Linked DNA regions of Rattus norvegicus: regions 2 and 3 are each linked to region 1. The links are chromatin contacts, called in public Hi-C maps. All regions are on one chromosome and are shown on one strand. Each heading gives the region's core, a stretch centred on a gene start, on an enhancer-like site or on the middle of the called end of the contact. The rest is flanking DNA. Distances are from core to core; before and after follow the strand shown. Region 1 holds the start of Pnma1 (PNMA family member 1). Region 2 has its middle 44 kb from the start of Ptgr2. Region 3 has its middle 29 kb from the start of Mideas.

What was found. Hi-C and Micro-C count contacts between places; a contact is called where the count stands out from the background.
Region 2: a Hi-C map of liver shows a contact between it and region 1, with 4 times the contacts expected there. The contact joins the enhancer-like site here to the promoter of Pnma1 in region 1. A contact is called at or near these places in 8 of 12 Hi-C or Micro-C datasets (the Rat2 cell line, Schwann cells, kidney and 3 more) and 1 of 1 datasets of contacts at active chromatin or transcription factors (oligodendrocytes).
Region 3: a Hi-C map of psoas muscle shows a contact between it and region 1, with 1.8 times the contacts expected there. The contact joins the enhancer-like site here to the promoter of Pnma1 in region 1. A contact is called at or near these places in 4 of 12 Hi-C or Micro-C datasets (frontal cortex, liver, prefrontal cortex and 1 more).

The regions. Positions count from the first base shown.
Region 1 is chr6:109,512,355-109,517,342 of GRCr8, forward strand. Pnma1 (PNMA family member 1) reads right to left here and starts at 2,813. Exons shown (of 1, transcript NM_130820.2): 1 at 1,028-2,813. The coding sequence starts at 2,319. The coding sequence ends at 1,258. It also overlaps a transcript of Dnal1 not described here.
Region 2 is chr6:109,616,275-109,621,262 of GRCr8, forward strand. No RefSeq gene overlaps it. Among named protein-coding and RNA genes, the nearest start is that of Ptgr2, 44 kb to the right of the region's middle. Within about 2 kb of position 3,062, at least 3 of the 93 cell types and tissues checked have an H3K27ac peak or open chromatin away from gene starts, as enhancers often do. A contact at or near this core is called in liver, where this site is marked.
Region 3 is chr6:109,586,712-109,591,699 of GRCr8, forward strand. No RefSeq gene overlaps it. Among named protein-coding and RNA genes, the nearest start is that of Mideas, 29 kb to the left of the region's middle. Within about 2 kb of position 2,905, at least 32 of the 93 cell types and tissues checked have an H3K27ac peak or open chromatin away from gene starts, as enhancers often do.

The DNA.
Region 1 (4,988 bases), core at 1,563-4,062:
CAGAAAGATTGCTAGATAACCTAAGCCCCAATTCAAATTTTTGTCAAATTTCATAGAAACATATCTCTTCAGACATTATCACTTGCCTTGAGGAAGTCATGTGAAACCCACGGAAAGGTATAGCAAAGGCCAAATGTAGCAGTGTCTGCCTAGAATCCCAGCCCCGAGAGAGAGCCAGGACGACAACAGGTTTAACAACAGCCCATGCTACACAGTGGGACTATGTCTAAAAAAAATAGCTAGGAGAAGTGTCTCATACCTGTAACCCAGGCTCTGTGGAGGCTGAAGGCAGGACTGCTGCAAGTTTGAGGCCATCCTGGGCTACAGAGTGAATTTCAGGCCAGCCTCAGCTACAGAGTGGGACTGTAACAGAACAACCAAGGAACTCGGCCAACCAAAATGTGTAGGTGACACTGCACCTTGAGTTCATAGCAGGGGGGTAGTTTAGTTTGTTTTTTTAAACATGAGCAAAAGTCCTTGTCAGGAGAAAAAAGTATGTGAAGCTAAATTATGCTGAAAAATTGTATGCATGTCAGGAAAAAAGAGAATTTTCAAATTTTTTTTGTATCCATCTATTCAATAACTTCAAACTTAGAACCCTTAGCATCAATATGACCAATAATGACAAATATTTGAAGTGAGGAAGTGTAGCTTGTCCAGGGCCATTCCCCCTATGACTTACATCTGTATCTTCCACTGTGAAGGATTTATTGTGCACTCTATAAAAACACATCTTTCTAACCCGCCACTTCTAATCTGGGGATACTTTTCAGGGAAACTGATTCCAGTGTTGAGCCACGAGGAATTAGAAATCTGCATTTTCAAGATGAGTAATATCTAAAAGTCGCATTCTTTCCATGGATACAAATTAGCAACAATTTACAGTAAAGCTGTCCACAGTGTTAGTAACAAATAAATACAAGAGTTTGTAGTGTACAGCCTGTGAACCGGGCATGTACTTAGCATCAGAACTTGCAGTTTCACAAACATCGTGACAGGAAGGATCGCAGCTTCATGTTTCTCACAGCTGTCAGAGATGTCACCAGGAGGGCTGGCATCACTGTAGCACTATGAACCGCCTTTACTCCTGCTAATTACACAATTCTGTGAATGCTACAGGAATATGCGGGCCTGACTTTCTCATCCCATTCCTCAGAAAACAAAACAAAGGCAGGAGGAGGCTGGCTGTTTACTTTAAGGGACAGGCTTACTAAAACTTCACAGGAATATCAAAAGCAGCCTGGCCAGTCCTGGGATTCAGAAGTGCCCCTCTAGGCCTAGCTGCAAAAGGGCAGCCTCGGCCTCCTCCTCCTCCTCTTTGGCTTCCTCCTCTCGAATCTGCACCAGTAACTGGAAGAGGTTGGGTGCAGGCCCTTCTGTAGCCCCAGTCAGCCACAACTGCCTTCGGAGGGCCCCGCTGTGGTTGGCCCCAGCGATGACCTGTTCCAGGCGAGCCTGGTTCACGTTATCTTTATCAATGGCCCCCTTGTCCACTACCTTTTGCAGCAGAGGCTCCAGACGGATAACGTAAGAAGATAACTTTTCTCCTGGGTTTTGGTAAGTGTTCAGAAATCTGACCTGTGCATCTCTAGAGCTCTCCACGCTCCCAAACACCTGCTCAAGAGCCTTCAGGCATTCTGCCGTGGTTATAGCAGGGTTGTTGGTCTTGAGGATGCGAATGACATCGGCAGCCGGGCCTCGCAAACTCTCCATCAACCGCCGTCTCTTTTCTATATCAGACACCTGCCATTCCTCTATGACTTCATTCGAGTGCTCCAGCCAGGAATCAAAGGTCTCCTCGCCAGGCCCGGGAATGTCCCTCCCGGAGAACAAAGTCAGCTTCTTATACCATATGGACTCAACAAGAGGTTGAATAACATTATCCAAAATATAGTTGAGCATCTCTGCTGGCATTTCCGGGCCTGGGGCTGGAGCAGGGTTCTGAAACCCAAGCACACGAGCAACATCTTGCACCGTCCACCCTTCCCTAGCTAGAAAGAGGTGCAGCCTTTCCAAAAACTCCGCGTCGGAAGTGGGGGGCTTAAACACTACTTTCCAGAGCCCTCCTTTGCCTGGCATCTCCCTGGGGATCAGGGAGTAATCCACCGTCCCAGTGAGCTCTAACAAGGCTGCTTTCGCATTTTCTTCCCTCCAGAACATTCTCCCCAGTACTCGATAGGATACCTGGGGCATCGCAGCTTGGAGGGTCTCTTCGATTTCGGTCTCATCACAGTTCACAGGGATCCCCCAGACCAACAGAGCTCTCTGAGAGTTCACATCCATTCCCCTGCACCAGTCTTCCAATAGTGTCATAGCCATTTCGCCCAACTATTAAGAGTGCCAGTTCTACAGACTGTGCTTGGACTGGCTCACGGTGCTGCTGTTGGGCTTAGGACAACATGCTCTCCTCCCCCGGTAGGCCAGGGGGCGACAAGCTTCAAGCAACCACAATTACCAAAAGACACCAGAGTTCCTTCTGGTCCCTTCCGGGTCCCAAGTCAGTGCCACGGGACACTCCGCCTATCACTCGAATGTCGCCCTTTTGGTCCGGGCAGGAGTGGACTGGCTGCGGCTGTGCCTTGCGTCACTGCTTTGAGAAGGGGAGGAAGGTGGGCTCAAGGCGGTTGGCTGCGGGCTGGAGATGACTGGGTGCGGTCGCGGGGCGTGGCAGCTCCTCCCACCTCTCCCTGGCCCGCGGGCGGCCGAGGGTTACTCGAGGCCGTGGCTCAGCTACACCGAGAGAGGCGGCACTCGAAGCACCGGGGACTGAGGCGGCAGGAAGCGCGAAGGAGGGAGGAACCGGGCTGGAGGCAGCTCTGCTCAGCGCTTATGGCCGCGCGCTCCAGCAACGGCCTCCGTGCAGCTGCACTGGAGGGCGGAACCGGTCCGCTCGCCTCCCCCAGTGTCACCGTGACAACTGTGTCCATGACGACGCGAGATGCGCGGGCTCCAGAGGATCTGGCGGTTGCTATGGTGCCAAGAAGGGGTTTGAGTAGTCTATTCTATGATGGTGCATTTCTTTTTACCCCTCCCCCATACTCGTACTTCCCAGATTCCTCCTTAACAATATTGCTAAGCATGTTTTGTTTTATTTAATTTTGCTGTGGATTTAAGTTGGCCTTATTGATACGCATCTACCACGACGGACTTGTCTCATATCCATTCTATGCATTCACTCTGCTGTGAAAACACTAAATCTGACTTCCGTGAACCACCAGATTACAGTCTGCAGCTTCTCCGTTCCTCCCCATAAGACTAGAAAAGAGGATTCCACCTACTGGTTCCTTTGAGTGTCTGACTTGGCTTTCTTGTCCAAAATTTGTGTGTGTGTGTGTGTGTGTGTGTGTGTGTGTGTGTGTGTGTGTCAAAACCTAAAGTTTGTGTGTGTGTGCACACCCTCCCCCCCACCGGATTACTTCTCTTTGTAGCCAAGCAAACTTCTTGTCCTTACTGAGTATACAGGATAGCAAAACAGACCGCTTAAGGCTCAGAAAGGGAGAAGTTCCCTATCAGTCAGTCCCAGCTGGCAAAAACACCCCTATAAGAACATGGCATTCAACAATGACTTTTTTAAAACCTTATTTAATAAAAGGTCTTAAGATACAGAACATTCAAAAGTAAATAAGTTACATGGGTACATTACAATCACATCCGCAAGATTCTCTTTAGTGTATTAATTTTTTTTATAAAAAGCACACAAAAAATAAAATTTTCGGTCTGGTCTATCACAACTGTACACAAAGAGGTAATATTTATATATATGTACACTATTTAATATGTAACAGTCTTTTTTAAAAAGAGTGCCACAGGCAACAAACACATGAAAGGCAGTGTCTGACCATTTTGTTTCAAAATAAAAGGAATATACTTACTTTATGCTATTAAAATATCTGTACAATAATTACAGTCAAGGCTGTTTCTGTGCTGTCCTCTCCAACAAGGCCTTTAATTTAAGAGACAAATGAAGAAGAGCTCTAACAGCTGCAAATTTTTTTTTTGAGGAAACAAACACAGCCAAATGTGGGTTAGACACAACTGTTTTTTTTATAAAAATATGCATACTTCCTGTAAAAACCTAAGGGTTTAGGCTTTGCCAGTCTAGTAATAAATAACAACCCAGAAAAGTGAGCCCCAATAAAAACACTTAAACAGCTGAGGCTGGAGTATGTGTTGTACTCTTCCCCTCCATCTTTAACATCTGGCACATGAGAAGAAAGAGGTTAGGTGACTGAGGCAGTTAAATATAGGCAATCCCTTTAGACATCATCGGCACAGGGCCCTGTGCCAAGGTTGGAGGTGAAGCGGCAGAACGGTGGTGGGCATGTACCTTAGCTATGAGGGGCTGCTGAAGGCTTGGAGGGCAGCAGTAAGGGCACTGACTCCTTAGATGGGCAAGAGACCTCAGAAACGGTGGAGAACACAGGCACTATGTCAGTTCACGCCCTCTCTGAGCGCAGGTGGACACTGGGAGACAGGCAGGGTGACACGGTATAGGGCTGCTACTGTAAAAGAGGGAGCTCTGAACAGAAAAAGAACAACAAAAGCCAAGCCCAGTGTGTTCATGGGAGAAAGCACCAGTAAGGATGCGCCTGTATCAGCCTCCTGCCACACGTGCATCTCCCCTTTGAAATGGTTCAGCCTCCACACGTGCACGACGGAGCATGGGCCCCTGTAAATCACTGGTGGATCACTACCTAAAGGTAACATCTTGATCTTTTTTTTCCTGGCTACCTTCATCTGGTCTCTGTGAACTTAGAAAAGCAGACTTGGTTTCTTTAAATTAAGATTTCTAAGGATTAGTTGGTACCACCGTACAGAGGAGTCTCAGGTGGCTGAAGATTTCTGATATCACCTGTCCACCAAGGGGCCTGAGCCAAGTATGGTTTAATGGAAAAGAATCTTGGGAAACCTAAGTGGCACTTTGGGGCTAAGCTGTGAAGGCACTCGCTATACAAGTGGTTTAGAAGAGATCCTAAACTTGTTGCCCT
Region 2 (4,988 bases), core at 1,812-4,311, 100 kb after region 1:
TTCTACATTGTATTGCATTGGCTTGTTTTGCCTTTTTTTTTTTAAAATCCGTTGATGCCCTTGAAAGACCCCACAAATGACCTCCTTATATTTGGGTCTTTTGTCAGTCTGTGCCACCCTATTTTTCTATTATTGTTTTCTGTTCAATGTCCTTTACATTACACACACACACACACACACACACACACACACACACACACACACACACATTATATATGTGGATTTTTCAAGATAGGGTTTCTCTCTGCATAGGCTTGGGTAGAACTCACTCTGTAGACCAGGCTGGCCTCAAACTCACAGAGGTCTACTTCCTCTGCCTCCCCAATGCTGGGACTAAAGGCATAGAACACGATCACCCGGCTGAGCAAATGCTCTTAACTACTGAACCATCTCTCCAGCCCCTTTAGACATTCCTATAAACCGTAAAACCCAAGGCATTCATATTTACAAATTCATATATTTTTTTATTGTGTGTGAGGGGTATAAATCCGAAGACAGAGTTAACCATGTACACTGGCTTTCTCCTGCCTTTGGGAGGGGTCTGGAGCTAGAACTCAGGCTTGAACTGAGCCACATTGCTGCCCCTCGAATCCTCTTCATTCCTCCTTTCTTCTTCGTTTATGTTCTTACTCATTATGTGTTTTAGGGGTGCCATGGCACATGTATGAAGGGCAGAAAACAATTTGTGGGAGCTGACTCTCTCATTCCATCAGGTGGGTCCTGAGCCATTCCACCAGTTCCTTTATGCTTTTTTAAAATATCTGAAGAGTTCATGACAGAAATGGGCCAGAGGAACCATTTCCTCCTTGATGAACCTGTTCACTGTGTCTGTGTTCTAGCTGTTCGAAAACGCAGTGTCGGCGCTCCACTTGCTCCTCTGGAGAGAGAGAAAAGGCTCGGCAGGTAAAGGCACTTAGCTGCTGAGTTTGATCCCAGGAACCTACGTGGAGGAAGGAGAGAACTGATTCCTGTGAGTTGTCCTCTGTCTGCTAGGTGAGTGCCCCCTCCAATGACTGACTGACTGACTGAATAAACAAGTTTAATTAAAAAAAAAAAAAACCTTGAGAAACTTTTCTTCCTTAAGATTATCATGGTGTTTTCTGCCCCCCCCCCCCATTAATTATGGTTCTTTACTGCAGAGCTGAGCTACTTCTGCTACACCACAGATTAAGTTTCAAGTGAAGGCTTATTTGGCTCCCGATTCTGGTTTAAGATTGAAGGGCGGAATCAGGCGATGGCCATTTTGCCATCAGAACTTGGCTAAGAGCCTTGAGACACAGGTCATCACACAGCAAGGGACAGGGAGCATGTGCCTGTGTGAGTCTCTCTCTCTCTCTCTCTCTCTCTCTCTCTCTCTCTCTCTCTCTCTTTCTCTCTCTCTCCTGGTTAACAGCATTCACTCTTGGGCCCACGGCTTCCATGGCCCTGTGTAATCCCAAACATCACACTAGAGTGAGATTAAATTTCACCCCCATAATACCACACTACAGAAATGAAATTGTGTGCAGGTCTGCACAGGGGTGAGTGCTATTCAAACAGCAGCAGTCGTGTTCCTCAGCTTCATTATTCATCCATGTATGATATTTTTTGTTGTTTATTTCTTTTAAAAAATTATTACTTCATGTGTACATGTATGTATGTGGGCCTGAATGTATGCATGTGCATCATATACAGAGGCCAGAAGAGGGCACTGGATCCTCTGGCCTTGAAGTTACTGGTGATTGTGAGCCACCTGATGTGGGTGCTGGGAACTGAGCCCAGGTCTACTGTGGGAACAGCAGGTGCTCTTGGCCGTTGGACCATCTCTCCAGTCACTATTTGCTTCCATTATTTTGCTTCCAGGATTGCTTCCATTTTCCTGGGATTTTTTTTTTCCTTCTTTTTTTCGGAGCTGGGGACCGAACCCAGAGCCTTGGGCTTGCTAGGCAAGTGCTCTACCACTGAGCTAAATCCCCAACCCCATTTTCCCAGGATTTTAAAAGTACTTTACTATTGTCTGTTTTCCTCTATCAAATACTTATCCACACTGGTTTGGGTTAACTGACTGAACATATCTAACTTTCATTTTCTTTCTTCTTTCTTTCTTTCTTTCTTTCTTTCTTTCTTTCTTTCTTTCTTTGTTTCTTCCCTCCCTCCCTCCTTTCTTTCTTTCTTTCTTACTCTTTCTTCCCTCCTTTCCTCCCTCCCTCCCTCCCTCCCTCCCTCCTTCCTTCCTTCCTTCCTTCCTTCCTTCCTTCCTTCCTTCCTTCAATTTATTTTGAAACAAGGTCTCACTACATAGACCAGACTGGCCTTGGACTTACAGAGATCTACCTCAGCCTCCCAGTTACTGGAATTAAAGTTGTGTGCCACCACACCCAGTCAAAAGATTTATTTATTTATTTATTTATTTATTTATTTATTTATTTATTTTTGTTTATTTTTTTCCAAGACAGGGTCTCCCTATGTAGCTCTTGCTGTCCTGAAACTCACTCTGCAGACCAGCATGACTTCAAACTCAGAGATGCACCAGCCTCTGCCTCATGAGTGCTAGGATTAAAGACGTGCTCCTCCACCACCCAGAGATTCATTCTTATTGTAATTAATTATGCGTATGTGTACCTTATGTATGAGTGTGTGCACTTATGTATGGTGGAAGCCAGAGGCATTGGATCCGTCTGGAGCTGGAGTTTTAGGTGGTGGTAAATCACTCCACGTGGCTGCTAAACTTGGCTCCTGAAAGAGCAATAGACACTCTTAATCTCTGAACCGTAACTCCAGCCTCTTTGGTTGTATTGACTCTTAGTTTTTGAGAAGTTTTGCTGGAAAAAAAATCCTAATTTCTGGGGGTAAGGATGGCACAGTGCTTGCCTAGGATACACAAGTCTGATTCCCCAGGAAAACACACACACACACACACACACACACACACACACACACACACACACTGATTCTCTTAAGCTACAATAAAACTTCATTTGTATCCCTCCCAGAGAAAAGCCTTTGACAAGGAGACAGTAGGACGTCCCTGGTGTGAGAGGAGGGCAGAGCAATACAGGGAAGAAGAAGTAACAAGGGTGCATTCGGGCACTGGTTGTCACGGCAGACACGTGGTTCAATCTCCTTGGGGACCTTCTGAAGAACTATGTAGAAACCACTCAGGACTTCCTGTTCATGCATAGGAGAGAGAGTCAGGAGAGCAGCCTTGTTCTCCACTGGTGCCCTCCTACCGTAACCCCCCCTCCAGCCTCCATGTGCGCCTCCCTGCTAGGGCTCTGTCAGGAGGTAGACTGAGCATGCATCCAAGCTGAAGGCAAAGTCCTGAGACTGGAATCTGCTGCAGTTTGACAAAAGCCATTATTGTATAAAGATAAGCCTCCCTCCCCCACCCCCACCCCCCAGACAGGCTTTCTCTGTGTTTATCCTTGGCCATCTTGGAACTCACTCTGTAGACCAGGCTGGCCTTGAACTCAAAGAGATCCAGCAGTCTCTGCCTCCCAAGTTCTGGCATGCATTTCCACCACCTGGCTAGTATCTTCTTTCTTTCTTTCTTCTCCTTTTTTTTTTTTTTTTAAGATTTACTTATTTATTTTTTGTATGAGTATGCTGTCTTCATGTTCTCCAAAGAAGGTACCAGATCCCATTACAGATGGTCGTGAACCACCTGATGTGGTTGCTGGGAATTGAACTCAGGACCTCTGGAAGAGCAGCCAGTGCTCTTTTTTTTTTTTTTTTTTTTTTTTTTTTTTTTTTTTTGTTCTTTTTTTCGGAGCTGGGGACCGAACCCAGGGCCTTGTGCTTCCTAGGTAAGCGCTCTACCACTGAGCTAAATCCCCAGCCCCCAGCCAGTGCTCTTAACCGCTGAGCCATCTCTTCAGACCTGGCTGGGATTTTCTTTAAATGAAGTGTTTTTGTTAGTTTATTGCCTAACTCAGTCTCTTTACTTGTTCTGGATCAAGTTCAATTTTCTATTTTTTCCGTTGCATGACCTCCGTAGAGAATGGTCTCTGTATACTTGTTAGGTGGTGTTCTAGAGATAATGTTAGACTTCGTCACTTCAGTTAGTCTGGTACTTTTCCCTTTTTCCTCCTCCTCCATCTCTTTAGATGTTTTGAGATGGGGTCTCACTGTGTAACCTAGGATAAGTAGAAAAATGTCTAATGCAATTTAATCACTAAATAGCAAGAACAATGCAAAATGGGACACAGCCATCCCTTAGTTTAGCTTAGTTTCTTTGCCTTTCTTTCTTCCTTCCTTCCTTCCTTCCTTCCTTTCTTTCTTTCTTTCATTGATGTTTTGCCTGTATGTATGTATATGTGAATGACAGTGTTGGATTCCCTGGAACAGAATTTACAGACAGTTGCAAGCTGCCATGTGGTTTCTGGGATTCGAACTCAGGTCCTCTGGAAGAGCAGCCAATGCTCTTAACCACTGAGCCATCTGTCCAGCCCCTCCTTCCTTTAGGTTTGAAGCCAAGCGCCGTCACTGAGTCCCTTATACAAAAAGAAAGGAGCTGAGGGTGTCAGAAGGTGTTGTGTGACTGATACAGGCAGAGCTTGAGAGGCAGCGTTTCTCTTTAAGGGCTTTTTGTTTTGTTTTTCCCCTCTTCCTTATTTCTGTGACAAAATACCTGCCAACAAGCAAGGTAAAGGAGCTAGGGTTTGTTGGGACTTAATGGAGGGTAGGGCTAGAGTCCATCATGGGGGGAAGACAGTGGGGGAGGAACAGGAAACGCCATTTGCGTGGAATCTTCAAGGCTCACTTCCTCCACCCACTTCCTCCACCTACTTCCTCCTCCCAAAGGTTCCACAGTGTCCCAAACTGTCACCACTAGTTGGGGACTCAGTGTGCAAACACATAGCTTGTGGAGAACATTGTGTGTCCAAGCCACACAAAACCACCATGGCAACAGCTGATTGGCCATTGACTGTTGACTGATCCTTGGACAAGGGACTTTGCTTCTCATGCCTAGTTTTTGACCTTTTAAATAGAATATAACTCTTGGCTGA
Region 3 (4,988 bases), core at 1,655-4,154, 74 kb after region 1:
GGCCTGACCTGATATTTTCTCCCAGCCCTCCCATCTCCTCAGTAAAGCCCAGAAAGCCCTCTGCTTGAGTGCAGGTTTTGTGTCAAAAGGTGATGTAAGATTAATGAAAAATAATATGTGGGAAATATCCCCACCCCAAGTCTGCTTAATACCTCAGGGAAAGCCACAGACCCGCCCAAAGAGTAGAACATGCTGACCCAGACCCAAGCTCTCTCGGCAGCATGAATTCCTCCATCTTGCAGCTGTCAATGCACTGGGTTCTGCCTTTTACTGCGACATTACTGTTACATTATAAATACAAAATGAACAGTGATGGAAAGTAATACTGTTTTAAGAAGTATAGCATAGGCTTAAGTATAACTCTTTGACATTTTACTCTAATCACACTGTGATGGGGTGCAGTGTTTCGGTTTTGGAATAGAACTCATTCCTTACAGCAGTGACCAGGCTTCTGAAGGAAACAGTGTTACTCCACATTTGCTAAGAAAAATTTTTGTTGTTGTTCAGTATTGTGATTCTAAATCCTCTGTGGTAACTTCATGAATATTCAGTATTTCTGCATGCCCAGGAGTAATTAGCAAAGCCCACAAATGGTGTGAAGGCCTGACATTCACACATGCACATACACACTGCTTTGTCTTTGCCTAGTGTGGCATTTGCTGGAGTCCCGGGACATTGTGTGGAGGATGTGGTAGACAGCTCCCTGCCAATGATCTCTGCCTCCTGGCATTCACACCCTTACACAATCCCTTCTCCTTAAGTCCATTGACTCAATTCTAACAAACAGAGTATGGCAAAAGGAACGTGATGTCATTTGTGAGACTGGGTTATAAAGAAAGCTGTGGCTTCCATCTTGGGTCGTCTCTAGAGTCTCTCAGTCTATCTTGCTTCTTTTTTTTTTTTTTTTTTTTTTTTTTTTTGGTTCTTTTTTTTCGGAGCTGGGGACCGAACCCAGGGCCTTGCGCTTCCTAGGTAAGCGCTCTACCACTGAGCTAAATCCCCAGCCCAGTCTATCTTGCTTCTTGTAGGGGAAGCTGACTGCCGTGTTCTTAGACAGCCCCTTGCGAAGGAAGTGAGACCTATTAACCACCATTTGAGTGGGTTTGGAAAGGGATATCTCTCTCATATCCAATGTTATCCAAACCTTGCAAAGTCTCTTAGCCCAGGAACCAGTTTAATGTCCGTAGCAATAGTGGTGGTGGCGGTGGCGGTGGTGGCGGTGGCGGTGGTGGCGGTGGCGGTGGTGGCGGTGGCGGTGGTGGCGGTGGCGGCGGCGGTGGCGGCGCACGCTTTTAGACAGGCAGAGTCTGCAGAGCTCCTTTTAGGACAGCCAAAGCTACACAAAGAAACTCTGTCTCTTTGAAAAAAACAAAAACAAAAAATAAAAAATAAACACAGACAAACAGCAACAACAACAAAACCCAATTACCTCATCCCAGCTAAGCTACCAAGAGGCCTGACCAACAGAAACCGTACAGTGTTTGTTATCTCGGACTGACCTGCCTTTAAGTTTGTGTGTGCATGTATTACTGGCGACTGAGCCCAGTCCCTTGTGCACACTGGGCAAGTGTCTGAAGCATGGAACTGCTACAGCATCCCCAGCCACGCTGCTGTGTTAGCGTAGTTGTCAAACAGCTGCGGGTTACTAGTGTAAAAGCCAACACAGAAGACAGTGGGGGCCCAAGGACAACCTCAAAGGCCATTGGCAATTCCTCCTCTGCACAACAGAACATGAGGAAAAAAACAAGGGCCCTGAGCAGATGTAAGTGCAAAACCTGAATCTGAGCCTTCACTCCTTTTGTTGAACAGAGGTTATCTTTCCATTTAAACTAGGTCAGAGGGTGTGGTCTGCTGCGCCATCCCTGGCAGCCCCGGTATTGGGTGTCACCTGCCTCACAGCACATGCAGATGTCTTTGAGTCACAGGAATTCACATCTGTCCATGCAGCCCTTCTTCCTCCCTGGGAATCTGTCCTAGCTTTGGAGACACTAGCATCTAGAAGTTAGGCTCTGGTGACTTAAAACTCTGGCAGCCAGAAATTGGCCAGGGATGTAGCTCAGTGGTAGCGCTCTTGCTTAACATGTCTGAAGTCCTGGGTTCAAGTCCCACCAAAAACAAAACAGAAAAATAAAGAAAAGAGTTAATGCTACTCTGGGCTAGAGAACATTGGGATGATGGAATGCTTGCCTGGCATGTCTACAGTCTTGTGTTTGATCTCCAGCTCCCCCACCCCCGAAAAAAAAGATCACAAAAATAAATTATTTAACACAATGGAATTCAAAATAAAAACTAAAAGCCATGCCTGGAGGTACAGGCCTGTAAACCCAACTATTCAGGAGGCTGAGGAAGGAAGGTCACAGGTTCAAAGCCATCCTGGGCATCTCGGTAGATTCTGTCCCCTAAAAACTAAAAAGAGGATATAGCCCCGGGGTGAGGTGCTTGACTGGTTTTCCCAGGGCCTGCTGTTCGTTCAATCCTCAGAGCTGTAACAATAATGATAACGGTAATGATAATAAATATGAAAACTAGAAAGAAAAACCTGTGATCCTAAGAGAGCAAGGCACTCACTCTGACAGCAATCGCTTCCCTGCTGCTTCCAGGCCGAGAAGAAAGGCCGGTCACGTGACCGAGGCTTTTGGTCAGTCTCTGGCTGGAGCTTATTATTTACTTTTAAGATACAAAACAAAAACTTTTAGGAAGTAGGAAACATGTCACCCTCCGTTAGCCCCAACTAGGGCAAGTATCTGACTACGATTGCCCTAATGTCCCCCCCCCTCCGCCCAGCCCCTCCAGCGGAGACTGGCGATTGGACCGGCCATTTCTGGTTTCCCTCCAGAGACACCAGGCTCTGATTTTTCTCGTGTGCAGTGGCTGCAACCGCTGTGTTGCTATGCTGTCATCCGGTTGCTATGACTCGTGAGGTGGTGAATGTGCCAGAACGTGAATCTATTAATTTAACAGGAACTGGGCTCAGCACATATATTCCTTGTTAGATCATTTGCTTTGCTACCTAAAACCACAGCCAGTGTCCTCAGCAATGGGCATGTTTCCTGGAGTCTGGCAATGGGCATGTTTCCTGGAGTCTGGCTTTGCAGAAATGTCAAATGCCCTGACTTTTGCCTGTTCTCCGTTTTCTGTGACCAAATTACAGCCATGGAGATGAAGGCAGAGGGGATCTGTTTAGAAAAGTAGTGTGTGTGTGTGTGTGTGTGTGTGTGTGTGTGTGTGTGTGTGTGTAAGAGAGTGTGTGTGTGAAAGAGAGTGTGTGTGTGAGAGAGTATGTGTGCGTGCGTGCGTGTGTGTGTGTGTATGTGTGTGTGTGTGTGTGTGTGTGTGTGTGTGTGTGTAATGGTTAAAATATCTGGTCCTCATTCTTTATGCATTTAGGCTTTCTCTGCAGAAGCATATACTGATGTTAATAGGAATCCCTCTGTGAACCCCAAGGGCTAACTAGCAAGTTCTGAGCTCCCCACAACCGGTCCAGATGTTGTGGCTGCAACAAAAGGGATCCTGTCCCTTTCTGCTGTGCTGACCACATAGGCATTTTCCATTCACCCCTCAGTTACTATTGGCAGAACGATTGCTACTGAGTGTGCTAGGGGTGCAAAGACGAAAGGGACAAAGTCTCTCCCCAGTGGGAAAAAATGACAGACACAGGGATTATGGAGCAGCAGGAGCAATGTTAAAACCCCAGCTTTACATAACACAGGAGATCTCAGACCAGGGAGGTTAAGTCTGCAAGGGCAGGATCTGGGTTCACTCTGCTTTAAAAAAAAAAAAAAAAAAAAAAAAAAAAACCTGTTAAAGATGATCGAGACTTGTTGTATTGAATAAGTACCAAACTGTGTTGCATTATATCAGATATTTACATCATAATTCATAACAGCAACAAAATTACAGGTATGAGGTAGCAATGAAAATAATTGTCTGGTTGGGGTCGCCATAATGTGAGGAACTGTATTAAAGGGTCTCGACAATAGGAAGGTTGAGAAACACCGGCTTAATGAAAATCACATCAGACACAGAGAGGGGCTCTATCCAGCTCTCCACTGGGATTCAGGAAAACAAAACGAAATAAAACACAACAACAACAAAGCCGTAGCTAAGGTTGATTTATACCAAGCCAGGGATCGCCCTGTTCACAGTGAATCTGCTTGTCAAACCTAGAAGGCAGACAGTGGGGTGGAAAGACAACTCGGCAGCTAAGAGCACTTGCTCTTCTAGAGAACTTGGGTTGCGTTCCTAGCACCCACACCATGGCTCACAATCTTCCTTATCTCCAGTTTCACGAGACCCTGGGACCCTGGGCAGACAGCCCACACATCGCTGTCATACATACGTGGAAGCAAAACCCACGAACACACACGCTAAAAGTAAATAAGGAGAGCAGACAGCATCTCTGGACTGAGCTCTCCCGGGTGTGTCAATGCTACACTGGGACGGCTCTCATGGGGCAAGATGACCCTGCGAGTGAGGGGAGGATTGTGGTCTGCCCCAGTGGGAACTCAGAGAAAACTGAGTGCTGACTTGGAAGAAGGTGAAACAGATGTAGAGTGGCTTTGCAGGAGAATGGATCACAGCAGCCCACAAGCAACAAAGACTCCTAAAGAACAGAGAGAACCCGGGCAACTGGTAGACGCATACTACCAGTATGGGTAGTACAAAGTTTCCACACTGTCCAGGCTGTGTCAGGTCCCATTTTCGGTGCAGATTATGTGACTGTGGACAAATCTGAACCACCCTCTATCAAATGATTCTGTCTCAAAGAAAGAGGAAAAGAGAGGAGAGGGGAGTGGAGAAGAGAGAGAGCACGAGAGTGAGAGCAAGAGAGCAAGAGAGTGAGAGAGTGAGAGAGTGAGGGGAGGCGGGTGTCTAGATGGCTCTGTGGGTTAGAGTACTTACTGCCAAGCCTGATGACCTAAGTTCAAGGCCTGGAACCCTCATGGTGGAAGGAGAGGACCAACTAACTCTTCCAAGTTGTCCAATGA